Regions from separate parts of the Callithrix jacchus genome. Here region 2 is linked to region 1. A link is a contact called in public Hi-C data. All regions are on one chromosome and are shown on one strand. The core of a region is the stretch at or near the end of the contact, and the rest is flanking DNA. Distances in the headings are between cores, read along the strand shown. Region 1 overlaps ARMC2 (armadillo repeat containing 2). Region 2 overlaps SESN1 (sestrin 1).

Region 1 (7,048 bases), core at 1,668-4,167:
TGTAAAGAATAAGAATTTTTAAAATGTGTAATGAAAACTTTTTTAAAAGGGAGACCTAAAAGGTCTTTCTTTTCTATAGAAATAAAATGTTAGTGTGGACACTTTATTTCTGTAGAAAAGAAAGACCTTTTAGGTCTCCCTTTTAGAAATTTTTTTTCTAAAATGCTACTGGGGCCAGTAGCATTAATGCCAAGTGATTTTGTGTGGCGTCGCAGAAAAGCCTGGGGGCTTTTCTCAATGAGGCTGACAAATCTCGATTCAAATCCTAACTCCATCATTGACACGGTGGGTGATTGGGGTTCAATTTCTTACCCTTTCTGAGTTTGTTATCCTTTCATCAGCAAAACAGAGACTATTTGCCTTCAAGGGTATGAGAATTAAGACATGGTATAGGTAAAGCTCTGAGCCCAGTGCCAAGCAATATACAATTTAATTTCATTTCCCTGATTAAATAAGTATACAAACAGGTAACCACCCCTGCAGTATCTCATGACTGTGTGATGCTACCAAGCCATCAAGAGTAGATGCTGCCTGTGAATATGGGCTGTAGGGAACAGCAGCCATTGGCTGTGTACTCTAGATACAGGAGGCCTGCATTTCATTTTTGCAGTAACGCTATGAGGAGGTTCCCACACTGTCCCCATTTTGCAGGTGAAGAAAGTGAAACCCAAATGTAGTAAGTTATCTGCCCAAGGTCATATAGCTTCCCAGCCTCTGCACTTGATCTCAAAGCTATGCTGACTTGGAGCAAACTAGCAGACAGACTAATGTTGGGGGAGAATAAATGTAACTAATATTAGAAACTGCAAATTATTATTATATCTCACACAGGCAGTATCTCAAGATCTAAAACACTGACTGTAGCTGGAGGTGGCATAACTGTGCCGAGGCATTCCTGAACAATGCTGGAGAGTGCTGGAGATGTATTCCTCAGTCTCCCTTCTCTAAAGACCACCCCTTCAGTCCTTTCCCTGGCACTTGGTCTATATCAGGTCAGGGAGTCCATGCCCTCTTGGGGCAGGGTAGACCTGGTACCAATTAAGCGTCCACACAGAAGGTGTCTGGACCCTAAAAATGTCACACAAATAGTTAGAAATCAGGAACAATCAGAAGGTGAGAGGTTGGGGGAGGGGGGGAGAGAGAGAGAGAGAGAGAGAGAGAGAGAGAGACAGAGAGACAGAGAGACCGAGAGAAGAGCAAACGGGTGTATGGCCTGTATGGCTTGTATATTTTCAGGTTACTTTAAACAAAGGACAAGGTGACCAGGTGGCCTGTTAATAGCACAGGTTTGGAGACACCATCTGGGTTTGAATCCTAGCTCTGCCACCTACTAGCTGGTTGACTATGGGCAAATTGCTTCACCTCTCTTCTGTAAAATGGGGTAACTGGTTATCTTTAAATAATGGGATTAGGGGTTAATAATTTCTTTTATGTGCTCTTCTGTATTTTCCAATGTCTCTAATGCATTCTTATTATTCTTGAAGATAAAAATATATGCAACACATCTTAAATGTGTATACCTTAGTTAATATCCATATTAATAATTTTAACACAGTTAAAATAAAATTCTCTGCATCAAGAAATCCAGTAAAGTCCCTTCACGATTATCTGTATAAATAGCAGAAGAATCCAAAGATAACACATAATAGTATATATTAAAATTTTCATTTGAATTCTGAAATGAATCCTCAAACCACCAAATGGTGCTGATGTCACCCAAGGGAAGCAGGGATGCTGCACAATCTACTTATTCCATCCAACACACAGGCCTTCCCCTGTTATACTGCATGCTAGAAATGGCCACTCCCAGTTGCAGCAAGTCCAGGGTTGCCTTTGATCAACCCTTCCTACTGCCAAGAGCAGCTGACCCACACAGGGCATCCAAGATCACCTAAGCAGCAAAAGTAAATAGAAAGGGGTTGTCAAGAAAGCTATTATTAAACATTTGCAGTGCAGTAAATAGCCTTAATAGCAAGCTTTCAGATAATCTAATCTAACTCAATGCAAGACTTCAGCACAATATATTACATTGAGTCTTTAGAAAAAATTAGTCCACATCAGTACAGATTCACAATCCCTTATCCAAAACCTTTGGAATCAGATGTGGTTTGGGATTCAGAAACATACAAATTTTAAAAAGTCAACATGGTATACACGTTGCATATAACAAACCACCCCAGTAGGGTCTTCTGGGCAGCACCCTGTAGCAAAATATATGAATATTCACACGAACAAAACAAAGACTCTAACTGGCTTCCCATCAGGCTCAGGGAACTATAGTTTGCAGACTAGTATCTCAATCTTTTGGATCATTGTTTTTATGAATCTGCCTTAACTTTGATAATTTATGGATATGGATTCTAAGGGTAAACATAAATATTCAAGTAATATAAAAAACATAGTTCCTCATATTTGCAGGCAACTAACCTATTCAAAGTCCAAATATTTAAGTCCAAAGTTTAAATATTTTTTATATTTAAAAAATAAAATAAAATCAACTTATGAAGGCAAATGAAAGCCAGAAAATAAGCCAGACAAGTTATTTAATCAACACATATTTATGACGCACTTAAATTTACTAGAAACACAAACTTTGATCCAGTAAGTTCAAGTCTGCATTTTTTACCTTCTATGCAATATGCTGCTTAACAGAGAAGTTCTGTGAGAAACCATGACTATCAACCTGTTTTTTTAAGACAAATAAAATGGATACCTTATCCAGAAAGAGCTGAATTATAAGGGTCAATCACAAATCGCAGAACAATTTATTTAATCCTCATGGGCCCTTCTGAATGTTTCTGAGATTTGCTTCTTCTCAGAACAGAAGTTACTCAGACACTGTGGTATGAGGGTTTCCTTCCAACCCTCTCCCAGGAATCCCAAAGTGCACAGTTGTGTCTGGCTAGAGCCCTCCCACCTCTTCACTCGTCCTGGGCCTCCCCCTGCCTCCATGTTACACACCATCCCTGAGTTACTACAGAAAATGAAGCATGGAATCACATGATTGCTTTTTAAGAGACACACAGATACACAAATTATTATTTGTCTCAATTTTGGGCAACAATCTAATACTTTAGAAAGCACTTTCATTTAGGTTCATGGTTTGCTAAATATAAAAATTATGATTCAACAGGAAATTGGGTAAGTCAAGCAAAAATTTCAGCATGTTTTTGAAGATTTTGCTGTCTCAGTGGTTATAGTTGTTAACCACAGCTTTGAGTTCTGGACACAAAAACCTGACACAATGTTTGGATTGGCTGATGTTTTTAGCATGTAAATGTAAAAATCCTCAGCAACTATGCTATGCTGGATTGGAAATTGGTATATCTAAGATTTTCCTGAGTAAAGAAATTCGCAATGGCGCAAAAGTCATTTTATTGATAAAACATTAAGTTTTGAAGATAATAATTTTTAAAATCTATTATTTAGTATGATAAAATCTCGTGTATAAAAATACATGAAGACTATAACATTCACCACCAGTGGACCCCATACTAGTTTGGTCAGATATCAATATTTTGCCATATTTGTATCCTTTCCCTTATTTTCATCTGAAATAAAACATTACAGATGTGTGCCTCCCTGCATCCACTCCCCTCCTCCCTCTCCCTCCAGGGGTTACCACCATTCTAAATCCACTGGTTACTATGATTACACTTGACTTCACATGTTTACCATATGGCTGTGTATCCATAAACAATATATATTTCATCTAATATTATGTTTGCACTGAATTTACTCAATATTACAATATTACACTTTTCTAACAACTATATTGTATTGCACGAATACATTTTGTATCATTTCTAGAGTGTGGTTTATATTGTTATATATTTTCTCAATTAAACAGTGTAAAGGCCCAAAGGACACTCTTAATAAAATTAACATAGTTTCATTTAAGTAAGCAATTATCTTTTTTTCTTTTTTCTTTTTTTCTGTTTTTGTTTTTGTTTTTTGAGATGAGTCTTGCTCTGTCACCCAGGCTGGAGTGCAGTGGTGCAATCTAGGCTCACTGAAAACTCTGCCTCGTGGGTTCAAGCAATTCTCCCACCTCAGCCTCCAAAGTAGTTGGGATTGCAGGCAGCCCACTCCCTCCCACCATGCCCCACTAATTTTTGTGTGTGTGTGTGTGTGTTTTGGCAGAGATGGGGTTCACAATGTTGGCCAGGCTCGTCTTGAACTACTGACATCAAGTGAGTCACCCGCCTCAGCCTCCCAAAGTGCTGGGATTACAGGCATGAGCCACTGTGCCCAGCTAAGCAATGCCTTGAACTCAAGTTTTGAACCCAAGAACTATGTTAATGTCAAGTTTTACAACTTTCCAAATGCTTTTACAAAATAATTTCTATAAAACCATTAAGACTGTCATCTATAGATGTTTGAAGCATCAGAGTTGAGTAGTGCTAAGATGGTAAGATTGTATGAATATAATAAAAATGTATAAAAATAAATGTTGATTTGTGATCAAATTGGACAAACTTCCTGAAGTTTTCAAACAGTGGGCCCACATAGATATCATCAGTCCAAATGTTTTTCCTTCAAGTGGAGATGCTGTGGAGGAAGGAGTGTGGGGACCCCTCACCTGCTTTGGTTTGCAGCCTGCTCAGCTCTGAGCTGCTGGGGCATGATGACGCCCTTGCATGTCTTTCCCCCTGGTCCCTAGGAGGAATACATAAAGCACTCAGCACAAACATCAAAACACTTCTAATTTTGTAAATGACAAAAGTCTGCTATATACAGTTTCTTATTTATTATTTTGAGATAGGTCTCACCCAGGCTGGTGTACAGTGGTTCTGTGGTCATAGCTCACGGCAGCCTCAAACTCCTTGGTGCAAGTGATCCTCCCACCACAGGATCCCAAGTAGCTGGGACTACAGGCACATGCCACCATGACTGGATACTTTTAAAAAACATTTTGTAGAGACAGGGTCTCACTACATTGTCCAGGCTGGTGATTCCTGGTCTTAAGTGATCCTCCTGCCTCAGCCTCCCAAATTGCTAATATTACAGGTGTGAGCCACTGTGCCCAGTTTCTAAAGAAACCATCGAGAATTGTTTATAAGGTGGGTTTGGTGCTCTATTTGCTGGGTTTTGTTTTGTTTGTTTTTTTTTAAAAAAAGTCTTGCTCTGCCACTCAGGCTGGAATACAGTGGCGCGATCTCTGCTTGCTGCAACCTGCCTCAGCCTCCCCAGTAGCTAAGATTACAGGCACATGCCACCACGCCTGGATAATTTTTGTATTTTTAGTAGCGATGCGGTTTCACCATCTTGGCCAGGCTATTCTCAAACTCCTGACCTCAGGTGATCCGCCTGCCTCAGCCTTCCAAAGTGTTCGGATTACAGGCATGAGCCATTGCACCTGGCCTCTATATGGTGCTTTAATTTACCTTTGATTTTCAAATAAGATTTATCTTTTTAAAACAAGTCATATTTGCCCAACAACGTGAAATACAATAGAAAGAACAAAAAACTCCAGTTTACTTTGCAAATCAAAACTAAATTGGTTAAGAATATATACCACAAGGGGTCACTGTTACAATAAGAATGAACTCTGGGATGCTTGGATTATAAAAGCCTAGCCTTTGGGAGCTGGGAAAGATCTCTGTCTCTTTTTCTGTCTTCCTCACAACCCTGCAGATAAGGAAACTGTGTCCTGGCTGGCCAGATGTGCTCAAGGTCACATAGATTTGGACTATAATATACAAATTCATTTCTCTTTCCACTACATAAAAATGTGCCCTCATTCCACTTCTAAATTAAATTAATATTCTCTGAATATATGTACTTTTAGTAATATCTCAAATGTTTTTTTTTTAAAAAAACTGAAAATAAATGTGGGCAGTCCCAAGATGTCGAATATTTTATATTTCAAATAAAAGAGCAGTGGCTGGACAATAGCAGGATTATCTGCTCAGATTTTTAAAAAGTTTTATTTAACGTAGAGAAAGTCTCTGAAGGTTATAGCTTCTCTTTAGCCAGAGCTGATACTTAGAAGTACTTACTTTTAAATCTGTACAAAATTCCAAGGTAGAAAAAAAAATAACCAAGAGAAGAGTGCCAGTTTTATATGGAAATTTCTTTTTGGCCATCGAATATAATAGTTGTTCCAAAAAACTAACTAAGAAGGCCTACACATGTGATGGTCCCCGTGGACATCCGCATGTGCCATGGCTTCTGCTTCCTGTGTGGCGAGCCCCCCAGAGACTATGCTGTGTTGCAGCTTAGCCCTTGGCCTTTCCTGCTGCCCTGAAGATCAGCTTTTCTAAATACCATTTTTTTCCTCATAAACATGTTCTCTCAACCCTTTTTTTAAAAACACTTAACACTTTTATCATAAAATAGGAAAAAGATGAAGCTAATTTTCCAAAAATTGTCTAATTAATATTCAGAAACAACTGCTTTATTTGTGCATAATAAAAATATAGATCTGATAGCAAATGTTCCTAGCTGATTGAAAATGACTATGGGACAGGGACCTCTCAAAGGAGGCAGAAATAAAAGAATCAACAAAAGTTTGTCAGGCTGTAGAGACAAGAAGTTCTCATATTTATCACTCCTAGAAATAATGAGAAGGTTTGAGAAGGGACAAGGCCTTCCTTTCAATATATACACCTGCCCTACACAACAATCAAAATCAAGCAAGATACTTTTCAACTAATGGGCTTCCAAAGTCACTGGTCCACTCTCCCTGAGGTCATGGCCAGTGACGAGGTTGCCTACATAAATACCACATGCATGTATCCCCACCTCTAGGGGAAAAAAGGAAGTGTCCTTCTTATATGCAAAAGCTCAGCAGTGCTGGGCCTCCCAGTTCTCAAGAAGAGCATAGGACTAACTAACTCAAGATGAATTAAAGACTTAAATGTAAGACCTAAAACCATAAAAACCCTCGAAGAAAACCTAGGCAATACCATTCAGGACATAGGCATGAGCAAAGATTTCTAAAACAACGAAAGCAATGGCAACAAAAGCCAAAATTGACAAATGGGATGTAATTAAACTAAAGAGTTTCTGCACGGCAAAAGAAACTATCATCAGAGTGAACAGG
Region 2 (7,048 bases), core at 1,902-4,401, 190 kb before region 1:
CAACTAAAATCTAGATTATCGCCCGTATTTTGGGGCTGTGGATCTTAGGAGAAGACTTGGGTTTGCAGTGTCACAACACTTATGTTGTTAAAGGGCATTGGGGAAAAGACAGCAAGGTTTCCAAGTTTAAATAGCCAAGCTTAACTGACTTAGTTTTTCCATCTATCCAGAAAATAACCATATAATAACAACAATATTAGTCATTCATGTCATAAAGATTTTTTGAGCACCTACTATCTTTAGTACTGTTCTAGGTACTCATATGCACTAGTAGGAAAAATACAGAAAAATCGCTACCCATATAGAGCTTACATTCTAATGCCTGGATTTTTTTTTTTCTTTATAGGTGCCACTTTAAACTCTGTGCATGCATTCACCCATGTAACTCACCCATACAGTAAGAGGAGGCTAAGGTACAAAGGGGTTATCTAATTTGCCACTGTTCACCTAGCTAGTGCAGATGGCAGAGCTAGGATTCGAACTCAGACATTTGGTCTCCAGACTTTATTCTGTTAATTTCAACATTATATTGTCTCTTGAAACTAAAAAAAAATATTTTGTTATTGATTCTACCGAATGCAAATAATAAAAACTTTCCTATTCATAATTTTTCCTAAATCTGCTTAAATCAAATATCAAGGCCATTTTATTTTTTAAAATGACAAGATTAAATGTCTGTATTTTTTGATGATTCTGTAATCTGCTATTATGTTGCCTTAGCTCTCTTTCAAGTCACAAACACAACTGACCTTAAGTATATATTAAGCATCCTTACGTTCCTGTTTACTTTAAACTCCTTGAATTAGCCATGGAATAATTTGGATATCTTATATTACGAGCTCTACCACGTTATGATTCAGTCATGTGTAATTAAACATGGGGCATCAAATATCAAAAGTTACTGTCTTACTTGCCTGCTCTCTCCATTGTGTCATTTTACATTTTAGTAGCACCTTGTTTTATTAAAAAATTAAAATCAATAGTACACTATGAAGCTGAAAAGTGATACAGAACCCTAAATCATTTCTTAGTCTAGAAATGCTTTTCATGATTTTTAGAGAGCAGGAGGAACTAATTTACCTTTCTCTTAAAAACAGTTATGTGTGACTTAGGGAAATTATACTTGTGTTTCTCAAGGATCAGAGTTGTATTCAGCTACATACTTTTTTGTAAACTACTGACTATAGAAGGGAAAAATCACTCACTGTACAATAAAAATGTTTATGGCTGATTCATAGATAGATAACCTATAATTGAAACTTGTCTTTTGGGAAGCTGAAATAAGTAATTCTTAACAGCTAGTTAGGCCTTTTTTCTTTTTTGCTGCAGAATTGTTTTAGATGATAAAGCTGTGTTTTTTATATGCTAATAATTACAGTTTTTTTTTTTTAAATAACTATTTTAATTAAATGATTAAAGAGGATCACTCCCTTTACCGGGGAGAGGAAAGTTTTCAGAGCAGAGATGTATTTTGGAAGATGCTACAATGTAAGCATTCTCAAATTGAGGATTATCACTATTTTAGGTGTCTGAGCCCCTTAAGTTGCATGCAAAACTGTGTGTACTCACTTGCAGTTTTCTTGGGAGAGAGCCTGTTTTTTATCAGATTTTCAAAGAGATTGTGATCTTAAAAGATTAAGAACCATTGCTAAAACTAGAGTGACCTGCTGCATGTTAAACTTATTTTCTTTAAACTTTAGAGAAAAATGGAAGTGATTGAAATTGTGGAGATTTAAACCAGCAATGGGAAAATTTTGTTGACTAAATATTAGCTCATCCCTCTGAGTCTGCTGAGTGAATGCAAGACACACTCTTGCAGTGTGTCTGGTGACTATTTGTGCTCGAGTTTCTTATGTTGCTAGTCATAAACTGGCAGGCCCACACCTGCCTGGCAGTTTACAGGTTAAAAGTTTAAGGCTGGCTTCCAGAATATGAAAACACAGGGAGCTCAGCTGAGTACAGTACAGCTGCAGCCCTCTGTAACAGGAATAAGAAATAACGTATTAACACAAAAATTGATCTTAGACTGCCAGGGTCTATATCCCAATGATCTTAAGTTTTTATCATCAGCAAAATGAAGATAAAAGAACCTTCACTTCTTTAAGGTACTTAGCATTGTGCCTGTCTTAAAACTTAGTATAAACAAAACAAAGAAACAAAAACTCCCTTTGTATATGCCTTAGTAACTAAATAGCACCTCTTCTTACCCTCTAGATCCTTATCTTGATTAATTTTTCTTTTTTGCCCCAAACACGACCTGAACTTGCTATTTATTTATATATTCATTCTGTCTGGCCTAACAGGTTATTAGCTCCATGAAGACTTGAGACTTTTTCTTGTTCATTGCTGGACCCTCCAGGGCAATGCTAGCACATACATTGTCCAATAAATATTTGTTGAATGAATGAATAATGTTAGCTATTATTATTACTTGGCAATTTCTGCCTACCCTCCCTCTTATCTGCCTGGACTGGCTGTCGCTTTTTCTCTTTAAATGAGATGGGTAAACCAGGAGGAAAATTTCCTTCCCTACTTGGGTAGCTGAAGTCATAGCTTCAAAAGGAATATTAATTTCTTATTTGCTCTTACTACTGAAGGTATGGCCTATGGGTCAGAAGCATCTGTAACACTTAGGAAAGATATTGGAAATGTGGAATCTCAAGCTCCATCCCAGTCCGACTGGATCAGACTTGAATCCCCAAATGGTTCTAAGGAATGTTATAGTTTGCAAAGTGCTGTGTTGGCCACTTTATGGATTTTGGATTTTATCTTAACAGTAATGGAGAACCACAAAAATATTTTAGGTTGGATATTCATTTTCAGGTTTTTTATTTAAAGTGATTAACTTGTGTTAGAAACAGTAGTTGTCTTTGGAAAAGGTAGCCATTGGCTGGGGACAGGAATGGGACCACGGCTTTTCACTGTATTATAAGCTCATTTCAACATGGTGGGCCCTGGCCAGCATGTGGCCCTTCTATGCTGTTCTCTCACCCCAGTCCTGTGCCCAGTCCTACACTATGAAGGATGGATACCCTCCCCTCACATCAGCTGCTGCATACCCCACATACAGCTGCTGCTTTTCCACTTTCTGAGCCTAAGATTGTGTGCCCTGTGTTCAGCTGTAGAAAGGACAACCCATATGTAGGCTCTAAGAGCAGACTTGGCCCATGTGTAGACCCTGAGAGCAGGCTCAGCCCATTTGACTAGAGATTCTTGGGGTTCCAAGTACCTGAAGCATAATCTGGGTGGGCATATGCCCTAGTCCTATGGAATTTATCTCTCAGAGGGTTACAGCTAGAGGAGGTCCACAGCAGGCCTTCTGAAGTGCAGGGGGCCCACTGTCTAGGTCTCAAGGACTTAATGCCCTTTTTCACTTCCTATGTTCAAATCATGTGAAAGTATTTTGTTCAATGTGAATCTATTACCTACATTAAAAAAATAAAATGGAACATTAAATTATAATTAAGTAAAATGGTGGTTCTTGTGTGGAGCATGGATAGGTACAACAAAGGAAGCATGAGGACCACTTAAAAGGCTATTGCAGTGTTTCAGCAGTAGCTGATATAATGCTTGGACTAGCGTAATAATAATGAAGATACGGTTTCATCTCATTTTTTAAGTAATTCATTGCTGTGCTGTTTAAGTTTCATAAGCTCAGTATTAATTTTTTCTCTTAAGAGGTTGTAGAGGCTGGACACGGTGGCTCACGCCTATAATCCCAGCACTTTGGGAGGCCAAGGCAGGTGGATCATGAGGTCAAGAGATTGAGACCATCCTGGTCAACATGGTGAAACCCCATCTTTACTAAAAATACAAAAATTAGCTGGGCATGGTGGTGCACACTTCTAGTCACAGCTACTCAGGAGGCTGAGGCAGGAGAATTTCTTGAACCCAAGAGGCAGAGGTTGCGGTGAACCGAGATCTCACCATTGCACTCCAGCCTGGGTAATAAGAGCGAAACTCTGTCTCAAAAAAAAAAAAGAGTTCATAGAGACCAGGTGCAGTGGCTCATACGTGTAAACCCAGCACTTTAGAAGACCAAGGCAGGAGGATTTCTTGAGGCCTAGAGCTCGAGATTAGACTGGGAAACATAGTGAGACTCCATATCAACAAAAAAATAAAAAGTAAAAATTGGCTCTGTGTCCTGGTACACGCCTGTAGTCCTAGCTACTTGGGAGGCTGAGGTGGGAGGATCACTTGAACCCAGGAGCCCCAGGTAAAAGTGAGCTATGAATCTGTCAGTGCACTCCAGCCTGGACAACAGGGTGAGACCCTGTCTCAAAAGAAAATCCCAGCACCTGAGTAGTACGCCACCATGTCCAGCTAATTTTTGTGTTTTTAGTAGCGAAATGTTCGTCAGGATGGTCTTGAACTCCTGACCTCATGATCTGCCTGCCTTAGCCTCCCAAACTGCTGGGATTACAGGCATGAGCCAACATGCCTGGCCAAAAACATTTTTTTAAGTTTGTGAGAATTAAGTTTTTTGGCCCATGAATATTTGAAAATCTTTTTACTTTTCCCTCAGATTTCATTAAAGTTGGTTCAAATATTAGGTTAAAGTCATTTTCTCTCATAAGAGTAAAGGCATTATTCCATTATTTTCTAGCATCTAGTTTTGATAATGAGAGGTCTTGTGCCAGTCTCATTCTCATTCTTTTAGTATGGAACTGGTTTGTTTGTTTTATTTTATTCCTCTCTAGGAACCTTGTTTTCTTTTTTTTTCCAACTTTTTTAAAACTTACCAAATAGTTCCAAAAATAATACAGTAAATACCATATGCCCTTCACCTAGAGTCACATATTGTTAACATTTTGCCATCATGGCCTTCTCTTTTTTTTCTCTCCTTTTGCTCAACCTCTTGAAAGTTACAAACACTTCACCCCAAAATACTTTATCACATTTTTCCTAAGAAGAAGAACATTCTGGGAGCTTAAGATGCTTTTATTTATCTTTAGAGTTTGAAATTTTGGCTGGATGTGGTGGCTCACACCTGTAATACCGGCACTTTAGGAGACTGAGGCAGGTGGATCACCTGAGGTCAGTTTGAGACCAGTCTAGCCAACATGTTGAAACCCCATCTCTACTAAAAATACAAAAAATTAGCTGGGTGTGGTGGTGGGTGCCTATAATCCCATTTACTTGCAGTGAGCCAGAATCATGCCACTGCACTCTCCTGGGCAACAAGAGTGAAGCTCCATCTCAAAAAAAAAAAAAAAAATTTCATTGGTGTATGTCAGAATATGTTTCTCCCTTACCCCCTTTATTATTAATTCTTTATACTTGGTTCCTTTCAATATAAAGATTGAATCTCAAATTACTCTTCTATCATTTCTTTTGTTACTTTTCCTCTATTATCTCTCTATGTCTGTCCTTTTTTGACCAATAGATAAGTGTTAGACCTTCATCTTAACCTTTTTTCTTTTTTTATTTGCCTTAACCATTATATTTCTGTGTTCATATAGCCATGAATAGTTCCTTCTCAGAACAAAACAGATGAATATTTCCTTCTCAGAACAAAAAAAATTTCCTTCTCAGAACAAAAAGATATAGGTGTGTGTGTATGTGTGTGTGTGTGTATATATATATATACACACACACACACACATACAAGGATCAATATAACATATATATATATAATTGCATTTTAGGTTCTGGGATACATATAAAGAACATGCAGGATTGTTGTATAGGTATACACATGGTAATGTGGTTTGCTGCCTCCATCCCCATCACCTATATCTGGCATTTCTCCCCATGTTATCCCTCCCCAACTCCCTACCGCTCACTATCCCTCCCCTAGTCCCCCAGCAAAGACCTCAGTGTGTGATGCTACACTCCCTGTGTCCATGTGTTCTCATCGTTCAACACCTACCTATGAGCGAGAACGTGCGGTACTTGATTCTCTGTTCCTGTGTCAGTTTGCTGAGAATGATGGTTTCCAGGTTCATCCATGTCCCTACAAAGGACACGAACTCATCGTTTTTTATGGCTGCATAGTACTGCATGGTGTATATGTACCACATTTTCCCTGACCAGTCTATCATTGATGGGCATTTGGGTTAGTTCCAAGTATTTGCTATTGTTAACAGTGCTGCAGTGAACATATGTGTGCCTGTGTCCTTATAATAGAATGATTTATAGTCCTTCAGATATATACCCAGTAATGAGATTGCTGTGTCAAATGGTATTTCTATTTCTAGGTCCTTGAGGAATCGCCACACTGTCTTCCACAATGATTGAACTAAGTTACACTCCCACCAACAGTGTAAAAGTGTTCCTATTTCTCCACATCCTCTCCAGCATCTGTTGTCTCCAGATTTTTTAGTCATCGCCATTCTAACTGGCGTGAGATGGTATCTCAATGTAGTTTTGATTTGCATTTCTCTAATGACCAGTGATGATGAGCATTTTTTCATATGTTTGTTGGCCTCATGTATGTCTTCTTTTGTAAAGTGTCTGTTCATATCCTTCGCCCACTTTTGAATGGACTTGTTTTTTTCTTGTAAATCTGTTTTACTTCTTTGTAGATTTTGGATATAAATCCTTTGTCAGATGAATAGATTGCAAAAATTTTTTCCCATTCTGTTGGTTGCTAGTACACTCAATTGATTGTTTCTTTAGCTGTGCAGAAGCTCTGGAGTTTAATTAGATCCCATTTGTCTATTTTGGCTTTTGTTGCCAGTGCTTTTGGTGTTTTAGTCATGAAGTCCTTGTCTATGCCTATTTCCTGAATAGTTTGCCTACATTTTCTTCTAAAGTTTTTATGGTGTTAGATCTTATGTTTAAGTCTTTAATCGATGTGGAGTTAATTTTAGTAGGTGTCAGGAAGGGGTCCAGTTTCTGCTTTCTGCTCATGGCTAGCCAGTTTTCCCAACACTATTTATTAAACAGGGAATCCATTCCCCATTGCTTGTTTTTATTAGGTTTATCAAAGATCAGATGGTTGTAGATGTGTGGCATTGCCTCTGAGGCCTCTGTTCTGTTCCATTGGTCTACATCTCTGTTTCAGTATCAGTACTATGCTGTTTTGGTTACTGTAGCTTTGTAG

Evidence for each region. A called contact is a pair of places that touch in the nucleus more often than the background predicts.
Region 2: a Hi-C map of skeletal muscle shows a contact between it and region 1, with 15 times the contacts expected there. The contact joins two enhancer-like sites. A contact is called at or near these places in 2 of 3 Hi-C or Micro-C datasets (both in skeletal muscle).

What each region holds. Positions count from the first base shown.
Region 1 is chr4:115,001,525-115,008,572 of calJac240_pri, reverse strand. ARMC2 (armadillo repeat containing 2) reads right to left here. Exons shown (of 19, transcript XR_013534472.1): 6 at 4,583-4,659. Among named protein-coding and RNA genes, the nearest start is that of ARMC2, 44 kb to the right of the region's middle. Within about 2 kb of position 2,917, at least 2 of the 16 cell types and tissues checked have an H3K27ac peak or open chromatin away from gene starts, as enhancers often do. A contact at or near this core is called in skeletal muscle, where this site is marked.
Region 2 is chr4:115,192,629-115,199,676 of calJac240_pri, reverse strand. The region is part of intron 1 of SESN1 (sestrin 1); the gene reads left to right. Among named protein-coding and RNA genes, the nearest start is that of SESN1, 22 kb to the left of the region's middle. Within about 2 kb of position 3,151, at least 1 of the 16 cell types and tissues checked has an H3K27ac peak or open chromatin away from gene starts, as enhancers often do. A contact at or near this core is called in skeletal muscle, where this site is marked.